Linked DNA regions of Zea mays: all the other regions are linked to region 1. Evidence: chromatin contacts called from public Hi-C data. All regions are on one chromosome and are shown on one strand. The core of a region is the stretch at or near the end of the contact, and the rest is flanking DNA. Distances in the headings are between cores, read along the strand shown. Region 1 holds the start of LOC103652301 (protein FAR1-RELATED SEQUENCE 4). Region 2 holds the start of LOC103652296 (spermatogenesis-associated protein 20). Region 3 holds the start of LOC100282292 (cullin-1).

Evidence for each region. A called contact is a pair of places that touch in the nucleus more often than the background predicts.
Region 2: a contact with region 1 is called in a Hi-C map of ear, with 2.2 times the contacts expected there. The contact joins the promoter of LOC103652296 here to the promoter of LOC103652301 in region 1. A contact is called at or near these places in 2 of 25 Hi-C or Micro-C datasets (ear and leaf).
Region 3: a contact with region 1 is called in a Hi-C map of ear, with 1.8 times the contacts expected there. The contact joins the promoter of LOC100282292 here to the promoter of LOC103652301 in region 1. A contact is called at or near these places in 6 of 25 Hi-C or Micro-C datasets (bundle sheath, ear, leaf and 1 more) and 1 of 3 datasets of contacts at active chromatin or transcription factors (leaf).

Annotation. Positions count from the first base shown.
Region 1 is chr3:156,728,244-156,732,878 of Zm-B73-REFERENCE-NAM-5.0, reverse strand. It overlaps LOC103652301 (protein FAR1-RELATED SEQUENCE 4), which reads right to left and starts at 2,837. Exons shown (of 8, transcript XM_008677915.2): 1 at 2,574-2,837. The coding sequence starts at 2,837.
Region 2 is chr3:156,237,827-156,242,461 of Zm-B73-REFERENCE-NAM-5.0, reverse strand. LOC103652296 (spermatogenesis-associated protein 20) reads left to right here and starts at 1,986. Exons shown (of 15, transcript XM_020550375.2): 1 at 1,986-2,366; 2 at 2,481-2,553; 3 at 2,795-2,816; 4 at 2,939-3,017; 5 at 3,152-3,184; 6 at 3,344-3,492; 7 at 3,567-3,723. The coding sequence starts at 2,106.
Region 3 is chr3:156,276,435-156,281,069 of Zm-B73-REFERENCE-NAM-5.0, reverse strand. It overlaps LOC100282292 (cullin-1), which reads left to right and starts at 2,498. Exons shown (of 9, transcript NM_001412103.1): 1 at 2,498-2,682.

The DNA.
Region 1 (4,635 bases), core at 1,588-4,087:
TAAAAATCATCCTGCTCGTGAGTTAAAACAATGTTCTCTAAGCGGGTGCACAATTCAGTCCAAGCTACTAGATTTGGACCAACTAGACTTCTTCGCCACAAGAGATTAGGAAGTGACACATTAAGAGCTTCTGCAATTGTTATAGATTTTGATCTAGCAATGTTATACAAGCAAGGGTACTGGCCCTTTAAGGTTGAACCACCTAACCAGATGTCCTCCCAGAAACGCACTTGGGATCCATGTTTCACAACAAAAACACCAAAACGAAAGAACTCTCGTTTTACCTTCATTAGACAAGACCAAAAGTGTCAATCGCCAGTTTTTCACTCCACTTGAGACAAAGGTTTTGAACCGAGATATTTGTTACGCAAGATTTGTTGCCATAGCCCATCAAAAGCGAGAAGCTTAAACAACCATTTGCTAAGTAAGGCGATGTTCTTTAATTTGAAGTCTTGAATCCCAAGACCACCTTGGTCTTTGGGCAAACAAATGATATTCCATTTGGCCAACATGTATTTCTTCTTGTGCTCATCCCCTTGTCAGTAAAATCTCGATCGAAAAAAGTCCAACTTCCTAAGGACCCCTTTGGGTATGAAGAAGAAGGACATCATGTACATAGGAAGGCTACTAAGCACCAAATTGATTAAAACAAGACGTCCTCCAATTGAGAGGTGTTTTCCCTTCCACCCACTATGTCTTTTTTCAAAACACTCTTCGGTCCTTTTCCTATCATTGTTTCATAATTTCCTATGATGAATAGGGATGCCAAGGAAGAAATTCATTAGAAAATTACTAGCTTTGCATCCAAAAAGCTCAGTGTAGAACTCTAGATGCTCATGGGCTTCACCAAAACAGAATACCTCACTTGGAAATTGATCTTAAGCCCCGATGCTTGCTCAAATGCAAATAAAAGAAGCTTTAAGTTACGAGCTTTATGCCTTTATCCAAGTCATGATCCATAAAAAGTATTGTGTCATCTGCCTATTGAAGGATCGATAGCCCCTCATCTACTAGGTGAGGGACTATTCCTTCAACTTGACCATCCAATTTGGCTCTACATGTAAGGATCTTTAGCATGTATGCTATAATATTAAACAAGAGGGGAAACAAAGGATCTCCTTGACGTAGGCATTTTCGAGTTTGAAAATAGTGCCTGACATCATCGTTTAAATTTACAGCAACGCTCCCCCTGATATGAAGGACTTAACCCAAGCAATCCACTTGGGCGAGAAGCCTTTCATACGAAGAGTCTAGAAAAGAAATGGCCATTTTACATTGTTATAAGCCTTCTCAAAATCTAGCTTCAGAATTACCCTGTTTTGATTTTTTTTTTTTTGGTGAAGCTCATTGATAGTTCCGCGGAGAATTATGGGAGGAATAGGAGAGGACATCCACCGGTGTTGAACAAGGAGAGAGCTAGAGAGGAGAGAATCTGCCGGAACAGGGTGGGAAAATAGCCGCCGAAATAGTACCACCAACAGGAGCAACCTTATTTAGCTAAAACCCTAAGACATTACGCTAATGGGCCTTATTATCAGGCTGGTAGTACCAGTCGTGCAACCCACAACTAAAACACCCCACATCTTAAACAGTCGTGCAGCCCAGGGAAACTAAACGTCTCCACTCAAACTGGACGACTAATCAGAGGATCGGACAATTAGTCGAACTGATCGGATCGGACTCTGGTTGCGCAGAACCGACTAGCCAGACTAGTCGAACGACTTAACGTTATTGTGGGGGCACACACAGATAGATATTTATATATAGGAACTAGCAGTATATAGAGAATATAAATTATCATAGAGGAAGGTACAAACAAAAGCATTGACGTACAAAATGTAGAGGATAAAGAGATGGTCTAGAGGGGGAAAAGATTACGTCATTTCAAAGAAAGACGACAGAGAGAGCTAGCTAGCTAGTATTCGGCTATGGTCATGTGGTAAATGATTGGTGCCTGCCTGCCTGCCTCCTCCATTCATAAATGAGCGCGTCCTGAATCTTCGCCGCTTGATCGACGGCACGTCAACACTGCACCTAATCTCGGCGCTCATTATTGGCTAGCAGTAGCAAGAAATGTTCTAACGAGGGAGGCAGCAGCTTGATCTATATGATCTAACGAGAGTATTGTAGTGATAGAGCAGGTGACCGACCAGGTGGCGGAAACAGAACCGAGCGTGAAAATCCAAATATGTCGAGGCGCAAGAGTACATGGGAGAAAGCTGAAGCAAGCCCAACAAGTCAAAAGCCCATGGGATATGATGATTAAGACCTTGACGGGAATCAGATATGATGATTAAGGATTTGCTTAGTTGTAAGTAGATTTAAAAAGAATAAATCATATTCTATTTAATTTTAACTAGAAAAGAATTTAATCTCCTCTAGTTTACTTCCTTTTGTCTAGAAATACACCTGGAATTATTCCAACTGACCAAAACTTATAAATGAGACAAGCAATCTGTTCCAAACAGCGATTCCATAAGAACAGAACGAGCCCTAAAACTTTACTCGGTTGCATAAAGATCTAAATTTTTTTAAGATAATTAATTTTTTTTCTATTTAATTTTAACTAGCACAAGCTTTAATCTCGGAGATGCAGCCGCGGTAGAAAGCGTGCACGCTGCCGGCAGCACCACGCGCGGCCGCGGGATCAAACAGACGCTGCACTCGGTCTCGTCGTCACCACCCGTCGCACCACCGTCGTCGCCGACCTCCTTGCACATACACACCGTCACGAGCACCTGGGCCGCGTCGTAGCGCACGTGCCGCTTCACCTCCAGCAAGATATCAACGGCGGCGTGGCGGGCCCGCAGCCACGGGCGTGCGAGGAAGGACGCCATGTCCTCGGGCAGGATGGACTCCCACTAAGCGTCGGATCGGATATGCATGGATGGTAGCAGCTCGATCTATCTAAAGAAGAAAACGAACCTAGCAAGCTGAGAGCTTCAAGGTCCGTCAGAGAAACACAATGAAACCTATGTTCATTGCTCTCAACCGGTTAACGCAGCTAGTGAGCAGAGCAGAGCAGAGCAGGCATATGCAAATGGATGAAGCAATTCATGAGTCTCGTCTCTTACGCACTAGCCATTGAGTGACAAATAATTTGTCGAGTGTTTTCTTTCAAGCACTCTTTACAGAGTATCAAAAAAAATCATCGGTAAATAAATACTCAGCAAAAAGTTTCTTTGCCAAATGTTTTTTAACACTTGATAAAAAAGCTATTTGTCGAATGTTTTTTTTTCACACTAGCAAAAAGCTTCTTTGCCAAGTGTTTTTCTCAACACTAGGCAAAGACAATTTAAAAATTACATTTTAAAGCAGTAAATAAATTCAAATGAAAAAATGTAACTAGAAATTTGTATAACTCATCAAGATGTACAATTTATATTTTGATCATTTCTTCATATGACAAAATAAAAATAAATTTGTTTATAAAACCTATCTCCCTCGTAGTTTATGAAACTACAAGAGAGATGTACGAGATTTATAAATAATGTTATAACCATAATGTGAGATAAATAAATGACCAAACAACCAATAAGTCCAGATCTCGATACTATACAATATATATATATATATATATAGATCTCGATACTATACAATATATATATATATATATATATATATATATATATATATATATATATATATATATATATATATATATATATATATATATATATATATATATATATATATATATATATATATAACCCAAAGGATAAAGATTAATGTTCTTGGATCCAGTGGCCTGCACTTTCAATCACATGGCGTCGTCGTCAAAATTGGCCAAATAAAACTGATCCAGCGCGGGATCGTCGTCGTCGAAATTGGCTAAATACTGCTGCAGCGCGTCGTCGTCGAAATTGGCAAAATAATGCGCATCCATGTCGCCGTCGAAATACTGCTGCAGCTCGGGATCCAGATATTTGGCCACGTCGTCTCGGCACAGCGGGCACGTCGACTTCCGGCCGAACCACTCGGAGATGCAGTGGCGGTGGAAGGCGTGCGCGCAGGCCGACAGCTCCACGGCCTCGCTCTCGCGCAGCGCGACCAAGCAGATGCTGCACTCAGCCTCGGCGTCACCTCCCACCGCACCGCTGCCGCCGTCGATGTCGCTGGACTCCTTACACGTCGTCATGAGTATCTGGGCGGCGTCGTGGCACACGTGCATCTCCACCGCCAGCAATATCTCGGCGGCGGCGTGGCGGGCCCGCAGAACCGGGTCCACAAGCAAGGACACCTTTTCCTGGGGCAAGATGGACTCCCACTCGCGGTCCGTGAGGCCCAGACGCTGCAGCGGCAGGGTCGACTTCAGCAAGCCGCGGAGCACGTCGCGGACGCCATCCTCATCGTCCGGAAGCGCAAGGCAGCTTGTGTCGGCGTCCCTGCGGCGGTACATGAACACCCGGTTGGGCCGCCCATTGCCTATGTTGACGATCAGAGTCACGTAGCACCTAAGGTGCAACGCGAACCCGCGCTCGCCGCTCGTCGTCGTCTGCCGCGGAAAGAACTCTATGCCTGTCGCGTACGCCTGGATGCTGCGTTCTGCTGTCAGGGACGAGCCGATCCCGGTCGTTCCTAGCGCCTCCATTCGTCTACCACCAGGCAGCAGCGAGCTACTTGCAACAAGGAAGT
Region 2 (4,635 bases), core at 737-3,236, 490 kb after region 1:
TATACATTCTACAGTGCCAAAGGTTCAACACAAACTAATAAAAAGAACAAGTTAGGGTTCAAAAGAAAGAAGCAAAAAGGAAACCGAAGTGTTCCCTGGTATGGCGCACCGGACTGTCCGGTGCACCAGGGGTCGTACACTCCAAACTCTTCAGCTTCGGGTTTTCCAGGCGCAGCTCCGCTATAATTCACCGGACTGTCCGGTGCACCAGCAGAGCAACGACTATCTGCGCGCAACGGTCGACTTTGACGGATGAACAGTGCAGCACAGTAACGCGACAGAAGTCAGAGCAAAAGGTCAGAGGGGCACCAGACTGTCCGGTGCCGCATGAGGACAAAGCCTCCAACGGTCGACCAGCTCTCTGCCCTAACGACAGGATGACGTGGCGGCGCACTGAACACTTTCCGGTGCGCCCATCGCCAGCAGCCTTCTCCAACGACTACAATTTGGTTGGTGGCTATAAATACCACTCCAGCCGGCCACTTCAATGTGTGGGAGCCCAAGCAACATTCCAAGTCATATAGTTGGCATATCTAAGTCCTCCCAGCCACATCTATTCATTGATCCATCCTATACGCAAGATTTAGGCCACTACAACCAACACAAGTGCCACAAAAGAGAGATCAAGCAAAAGAGAGCTACTCGTGTGAGTTTAGCACTAGCGCCTTGTGAGATTCATTGAGAGAAAGTGTGTGCTACATCTTGTGATCATTTGTGCGTGGAGTTTTGACTCCCATTGAACTTCCTTCAAAGTTTTGGAGGCTTGTAAAGCTAGCAAGAGACACCTACGAGTGTGGTGATCCTTGCGGGATCTTAAGTGATCCTTGAGAAAAAGAAGATCTCGCCATTCTTGGTGATCGGTGGAGAGAGGGAAAGGGTTGAAAAAGACCCGTCCTTAGTGGACTCCTCAACGGGGACTAGGCCTTCGAGGGCCGAACCTCGGTAAAACAAATCACCCGTGTCTCTTGTGTTTATTGCTCGTGATTTGTTTGTTTTCTCCCTTTCTAAGTTCTCTTGCGTTACTCTTTGTTAATATTATTTTATGTTGCTTCAAGTTAAATTCACATTTAGAGAAGCAACTCCATGCTAGAAAGAACTTGTGTTTCTTCTCTTCTTGTCTAAGACCTCTTGCATTATTCTTCACTAAACATTTCTAGTAGTATTGCTATTGATTAAATTCCGCACTCTTTGAAAACAATACTCGTTGCAAGTAAAGGACTTAGTTTTATACTCTGATAATTGTGAATCTTGTTCTAACCACTAATCAAGGGATCTAGTTTGGATTTAGAATTATAATTTTAGGTTTCGCCTATCCACCCCCTCTAGACGTTCATAAACAAACAGGGCCTAGCTTCTGGCTAAGTCGGCGCGGCGGTCGGGCGATGAACTATGGTCCCATGACACTACCAATCAAAATACATAGTTAGACTTTCTCCAGCAACGTTTTCTAAATTTCATCTTGTAAAGGAATATTATATGTCATTTACACCACTCTCTAAAAGAATATGTGCTCTATATCTTCTCCATCTCCAGAAATGTCTTCTAAATTTCATCATCTATATCAACAGTGTGTCCGATTTCACTTTCTACATTATTTTTTACCGATTGTGGGCACATGAATGAGACACACAACAAATAAGCACAATGTATAGAGGATGACCTCCATTTCTAGCTGACGCACACAGTCCTCCAAATTTTAGAGGACCTTTTAGAGTCTTTTGTTAAAGGAAAAAGGAGGCTGCAACCGCTATATTTTAGAGTTTAGAACCATATAAAATTCGTTGTTGGAGCTATTCTTAATCAGCTATTTCAGCTAGCAATTTGTTAGCTAGTTAGCTAGTATATTTAAATAACAACTAAATATCAAAACAGAAGTAGGACTTTTTTCTGTCCAAGTTTTTACCCTCGGCTGTATGTAGGTGAAAATCTTTTGAAATTCATTTGCTTGTTTTCCCTTATATAAGGGGAGCATAGCAGCCCACAAGGCCTACTGGCCAAGCCCAGAACAAAGTGGCGCACACACACTAGCAGCAGGCGCGCGGGCCTTGCGGACGCCAGCGTGTGCCGAGCGGAGGCAGGCAGGTGTCGCTGGGCGCGCAGCCCACATGTCCCCCGCCGCTTCCGCACCGGTCTTCTCCCACCTCGGCCCCCTCATCCCTCCTCCAACTCCAATGCTCTCCACTCTTCTCCGCCACCGCCTCACCGCCGCCGCCTCCTCCTCGTCGCCGACCCACAGCACGCCTCTCCGTCTGCGCCCCCTCGCCGCAGCCATGTCGTCGTCCGCGTCCGCGCCTCACGGCGGCCGGAAGCCGAACCGCCTCGCCGCCGAGCACAGCCCCTACCTGCTGCAGCACGCGCACAACCCGGTGAGGAGTTTGTGTCTCCTTCCCGAGCCTTCTCCTGTCTATCCGACCGATTTGATCCCGTGGATGGGATAGCAAGTATTGAGCTCTCCCTTCTGTTAATTTCGCTTGGTGCAGGTTGATTGGTACCCTTGGGGGGAAGAGGCTTTCCAGAAGGCGCGCGCCAAGGACGTCCCCATCTTCCTCTCGAGTATGAACTCTCCTGATACCATTGTGTTAGCTCAGTAGTTTTGTTGCAGCCTTGCAGGCATGTAGTGCCACCAATGTGTGACATGGTAAATTGTTTTGCTTAACCATATTATGATGGTCTTGTCAAGAGAGAACTAAGTTAAAATGGTAATCGAATTTTCTGATTCCGTTCTAGTCAACTCAAACGTTCTGTACCTAACGTTCTTATTTTGCTTCATTGCAATCCGGTTGTGTCCCACAAGTTGGCTATAGCACATGCCATTGGTGAGTTTCTGTTATTTCTTTCATCGATATTTTATATTCTTGCCATCTGTGACCTTTACTATGCACCATACGTTCGCACTAACGTAAGCTTCTGTTCATTTGGTCTGGGACTGAATTCGAAGGTGTCATGTGATGGAGGTGGAGTCCTTTGAGAATGAGGAAGTGGCAAAGTTGCTGAATGATTGGTTTGTTAGCATCAAGGTAATTTTGTTGGACCCTTAGAAAGTTATTCCGTTGTGTCTCACTCTTTAGTCTTTACCTGTCTTTGATGTGTCAAAAGCTTTACATATGCAACTTGACCATACCTCTTTCAGTCTGATTATTAATTTTGATAGGTTGACCGTGAAGAGCGCCCTGATGTTGATAAGGTAAGTTTCTTCAAGTGCTCCAATGCATCAGTTCCATTTCTAGCCGACTTACGGCTCCCTTTCCCCTTTTTCCTGTAGTTAGCTCGAAAAGGTTTCTGGGCGTGTTTGTATTGGGTGGCACACTAGGTTCTTTGTTGAATATAGCCTCACATATTTTAGGTTTATATGACATATGTATCGGCACTGCATGGTGGTGGTGGTTGGCCTCTAAGCGTCTTTTTGTCACCTGACTTGAAACCTCTGATGGGTGGTACATACTTTCCACCGGATGATAATTATGGAAGACCAGGGTTCAAGACTGTATTGAGGTATAAGCAGAAGTGCGTAGTTTCAGAAGCTATCCTTCATCCCTACTAAATATTTACTGCATACTTACCTTCAGGAAGGTCAAGGAAGCCTGGGAAACTAAACGTGAAGCGCTTGAGCGGACGGGAAATCTTGTTATCGAACAATTAAGGGACGCATTATCTGCTAAGGCTAGCTCTCAAGATGTGCCAAATGACCTAGCAGTTGTCTCTGTTGATCAATGTGTCGAAAAGGTTTGACAAGTACTCTATTGTACATTTTTGTTGGGGGTACTGTAATAAGATATTCTTCTGAACTAAGTACTACTGTACTAGTATTATTTCAGAAAATAATAATGCCTTTCAAGAGAAACAGAGTCTATGCCTCTTCTTCCTGCCCCCCCCCCCCCCTAAAAAATTTTAAAAAGAACATGCGAATTTACTGATCTCAGGAGCTAAAATGTATCTTTTTCAGTGTTGGTGGGTCCTGATTCAAGGCACCAGATAAAGTTAGCTTACCTCCTAGTTATTCAGACTTAACTAGATTCTTAGTTTATTCTTAAGCTCATGCTTTTCTTAACTAGGTACCGAACATGCTTAAATAAGAGGGGCTTGCACCGAGCAGTCATATTATTATGTATGCTACTCTGTTCTATGTTACGGATGCATTTGTGGGCAAGACTTATTAGCAGCATTGTTTGAAGAAGTTTTTAGTTTTCCCATTAAGTTTGTTTGTTTGTTATGATTTGGTTAGCTAAGGCTCTATGTAAACTATTCCAACTGATGTGATCATTAAGCAGATATAGATCACAAAGGCTCAGAGTCTCCTAGGCAGGGCAAATTAGATCTAATCTGTCTCTGTTATCCTTCCAGCCATCTAATAAAGCATCAGTTAGCCCAACCATATCATCTAGCTTCCCAGAGTTGCTTCTGCAGAGGTTCTATGACTACGCGGACATGTACTGAAGTACACACTTGTTCTTACATGAAAATATTTTGGAGAAATTTATAATCTGGTGCACAAGTACAAACTAAAAGGGTGTGTGTGTACTTGGGGGTTTCTACCCCTTTCTCTCTTCTTTAATACAAAGATATACGGTTCTCCTGCGCATTCGAGAAAAAAACTGGCATGCACTGTGCAGATGTCTTTTATGGGTGATTAGGCTT
Region 3 (4,635 bases), core at 1,249-3,748, 450 kb after region 1:
GCATTGCACATAAGGTTCATACAAAAGGAACATAAGGATTAACCATTCCACATAAGGTGCATACAGAAGGAACTTAAGGATGAACCATTGCACATAAGGTTCATACAAAAGGAACATAAGGATTAACCATTCCACATAAGGTTCATACAAAAGAAACATACGGTTCGAGCATTCCTACATCGGTTACCCATGCTTCACAGACATAACACAGAAGTTCCTATTTTATTTCGATGCATTACTACCACTAAGACCATGGTCTAGGTACCACAATTACAGGTTCCAAATGCTATACCTAGTGGACCTGTCCGAGTCGTACGAGTCATTATCACTGGCCTCATACAATTCTGGTGAGGAAGGGGGGTGAAAGTAAATTGTCTAGGCACTGGCTTCACAGCCTCCGCAAGGTTAATTTGTTCCTCCATCCTCTCCTTCTCTGGGTCAGACCTTGCTTTGCTCTCAAGTGCATCCTGCTCCATCAGGTCTACCTCCTTTCGAATTGCAAGTAGAGCATTCAGAAGGTAATGCTCGTCACCCAAATGATGGAAAGCCTCTTCTAGAAAGCTTCTAATATTGAAAGCACCAGTTTCCACTGAGGATGCAAGATTGAGGACCAAGTGTTGCAGCACTTTGGCATCATGGCTGCTCATCTTGATTCGTATCCTCAAGCAGTAGTTCCTTGGCTAGACAAGGTGCATACATGAAAAAATTAGGGTCAGTGTTGTTACTAATTGGTGAAATTAAAGTGTTCATGGCAGTTAGGAAACAGCTGTGGGTTGCAATATAATAAACTAATGTTGGAATTTAATAAACTAAAGTGTTCATGGCAGTTACCAAACAACTGTTGGTTGCAATTTAATCAACTGCTAAAGTATTTGTACACATTAACCGTGTCTTGGTACATCTGTTGGTTGCATATAATATACTAAAGTTGCACAAAAAACATGAAAGCACAGACAACATACATGGACAGTAGACTTATGCAGTTGATTAAAAACAAAGAACTATAGCGAAAAAGGATTTAGAACCTCAATTAGTTGAAGTGGATGTCAAATAATCAAATAAATTTTGCAAGCTGCATAATAAGTAAAGGTTTTGTCAGTTACATGCAATGGTTAGTCATGTAAGGAAAGACTACTCGAAATTGTAGGTTCACTGAGTCCAATCGATAGACAGAGTTACTTAGTCCTATTGAAAGAAATGGCTATGCAAGAAACAAGGGGTTCTGTTGGGGAATTCAACGGTTATTGGTACTTAGTTGTTCGCATAGGAAGATGAACATTCATTTGTGTACCAGCAACATTGAGCAAACAACATACAAACCACATGACTGTAAATAAATTCACAAGACAATATGGTCGATACACAAATTTCGGCACACGAGGTTGAGGAATATGGAAATGAAACAACAGTCTGAATGTTGTTTCGTATGTACCATACTAAAAGTAGCTTACATGTTGTACATGATTAGGACGGATCAGTTAGCAAGATGTGATTGAGTATAGGTTCAGATCTAAGTATACCATAATAGCAGACTTGGTTGTTCTACATAAACAATAGGCGATTCGGAGAACCGAGTTAACCTTGACCCTAACTGTCAAAGTTGGCGACGAACACATAAATCGTACCAGTCAAACAAGTTAAGTACATCTAAACCCTAGTGGTTATCCAAGGTAGGTTTTTTTGGGAAACGGATTGAATCCGAGGTGTACAACTTGGAGAAGCGACTCACGTACCTTGGACCGTGAAGCTCGAATGACGCAGAACGGCTGAGCGTAGATCTGTCGCCGAATCGATGAACTCCCTTTGACCTGCACCCAGCAGACGACGAACCGGCGGACAGAGACGACCGGCGGCGGCGTCTTCGCACGGATCGGCCGAGTCGCCGGGCCGCGAAGCTGGCCGATGGATCCGCGTGGAGGACGCCCACTGCTGCTCGCTGCCTGGAGCAAGACAAACGAATCGCGGCCGAGGGCGGATCGACGCCTACCTTCTCCGGCGGCGGTTCGGTCGCCCTTGGTTCGCCTGGAGCTCCCTCCTCGGAGTATTCCGAGCGCGCGCGCTTGTGTGCGAAGGAAGCATCTGCGGGGGAGGTTTCCGCCGTAGCGTGCCCATCCATTTAGCGGGAGAGAGAAGGAATCGGGAGGGGAGAGGAGGAGGAGGAGGAGGAGGAGGAAGCCGGTGAAGAGGATAGGGGCGCACCGTAGCCCCTAAAACGGCTACAGTGGTAGGGGAGGGGGAGCCAATGGCGCACCATTGAAGACAGTCTAACAATATCGTATGTCTAACTTTTTCATCCCAAAGAGCTCTTATAATTCATAAAGGTCAGAAACAATCAGATATAAATCGACATCCTTTAATGAAGACGATCAATATAGTTTGATGGAAGTGTCTGCGCTGCTGCCTAAATAAAAGAATAAAAAAGAGGACAAGGCCCCCGGGCCGGGCTGGGCCGCACCAGTACCGAGTCTTTTCCACCTTTTCCGCAGCAGCGAGCGAAAAAAACAACGAAAAAGCGAGAAGCGATAGAGAGAAGAAACGGAAAATCCCTTCAAAACCCCTCCGGTCCCTCACCCCCATCCGCCGCCGCTTTCCTCCCACGGTCCCACCACGCGCGCGGCCGGCGGGCGGCCAACGGCGGGGAGCAGCACCGCGCGATCGTCACCGACGCTTCCACCTACGTGGGTATTAGCCTTCTCGTCTCCTCCGCTCGCGGGGAAACTGTCGGTTTACGGTTGCTCGCATGGCCTCGCTTCCCCCAGCCTCCCCGTTGCTGCGATCGGGAGCGATCGATCGAATCGGAATCCTTCCGTCTAACCATGCCCGTTCTTCCCCGCGCGAAATCAACCTCTGCCTGGGTTTGCGCGTGCGGTTTGTGTTTTGTCCGCGAAGTCTGTGGTTTCAGTTGGGCAGCCCCGTTACGCGCGTCCCTGGCCAAGTCCGCGCCTGCTAAGGTTGTTTACATTGGGGATCACCGTTGTTGCTTAGAGACCGCATTCGCCGGTGCATGAGATGAATGATGTGGCCAGATATCTGTCGCGATGTGCCGATGTATGGTCTGGTGAATGATTGTACTTGTTTTTTTACCGGGCACGCAGGAGAGTTCCACATCATTGTATTAAGAAACATCAAGGAAACGACCATCCCCACAATCATCTACCGCGGTCGAAGGGCGAGGAGATAAGAAGTATCTCTGGCCTCGGCCAAACCCCAAACCTGCAGCTCTTCACCAGCGAGCATTAGGGCTCTAGATAGGTTAGGAGACACACCATCAAACACACCTATTCCAGTAAGTTCATAGAGTCCAGGCGCCCAGAACAATCAACGACTTGAGACCTTTATGAAGTTGTTCTCCTAATGTGTGTACTTGTTTGTTTTCTATAGGAATTTGAGTAGACCGAAACCGAACGAATCTGTCTGTCCAGTGGGACGTGATCATCCAATTGTGAATGCTTGCTTTGTTGTTTGGCTGCCGATAACTTGCTTGCCTTCTCTCTTATTAGGTACAAGGTGTCATTTATAGTTTTACCAATTTTCGGGATGGTATCTGATGCATATGAAGGCTTGGTGCACATGTACACATATAGGATACTGAGCTTTAAAATCAGATCTAACGGTGCATGCTATCAGGGTTTTTTCTATGAAACAAACCAGTCATGGATGAGAGTGGGTTTTTAAAATAGACGTGCACCGTTATATCTGATTTTGAAGACCAAGATTCTACATGTGCACAAACCCTTCGTGTGCACTGGATATCATCCTCTGTTTTTTAGCAGTTCTGTTTTTTTTTCTGTCATCCCTTTTAAGTTAGTACCCTGAGTTTCAGTTATGTATCGTGTTATCGAATGCATCATCTTGTCATGCCTTGACCGATAACTTGTGATGGCTGTTTCATCAATATGTTAATCTTCTCTTAGGTTTTTTTGCCATTACGTCAACATGTTAACCTTGACAACTTCATTGTACTTGTACTATTCAGTTTTGATTAATTGATAATTTATACTAGTTTATTTTCAAGTCTGGGAATCAGTCTTTTTCAATCCTTAGTTCCTTGTGTATGTCATATTTATCAGTTGATAGTTTCCGCAACTCAGTTTGGATAGAAACAGGTTCATATGTGCAGAATATTTACATTGCAGTTTATAGTATTCAGTTCATTTGTGTCACTCATAGATCATTACATCTGCAATGTGAAATCCATGGGTTCCAGAAGCACTTGCACAACAAAAGATCCAATGTTTACAAGTCGGGCGACCAGCTGGTCGAGTGAGAGGGGCGACCAGGCGACTAATCGCGATTAGGGCGACGATTAGTCGACCTAATCGGTCCTGGTCGACCTCTGGTCGTCCGTTAGTCGTCCTATGGATTTAAGGACATATGTATATATATATAACTATATATTAACTATATAAACACTGCATTTCTGCAATAATATAGGCATAATTAGTAGCAGACTAGCAGTAATTCAGTAAAAGTGTAAAACTGAATCCATCCAATTCCAAAGTCTAAACTGAAAGTAATATTACCTGCTGGCTGCTACCTAGAGCAGATCAGCATCCAAACAAAATGCATCAGCAGCAGCACCATCTTCGTCCAATCCAGTTGGAGGCCTAGAGCAGATCAGCAGAGGTAACAGAG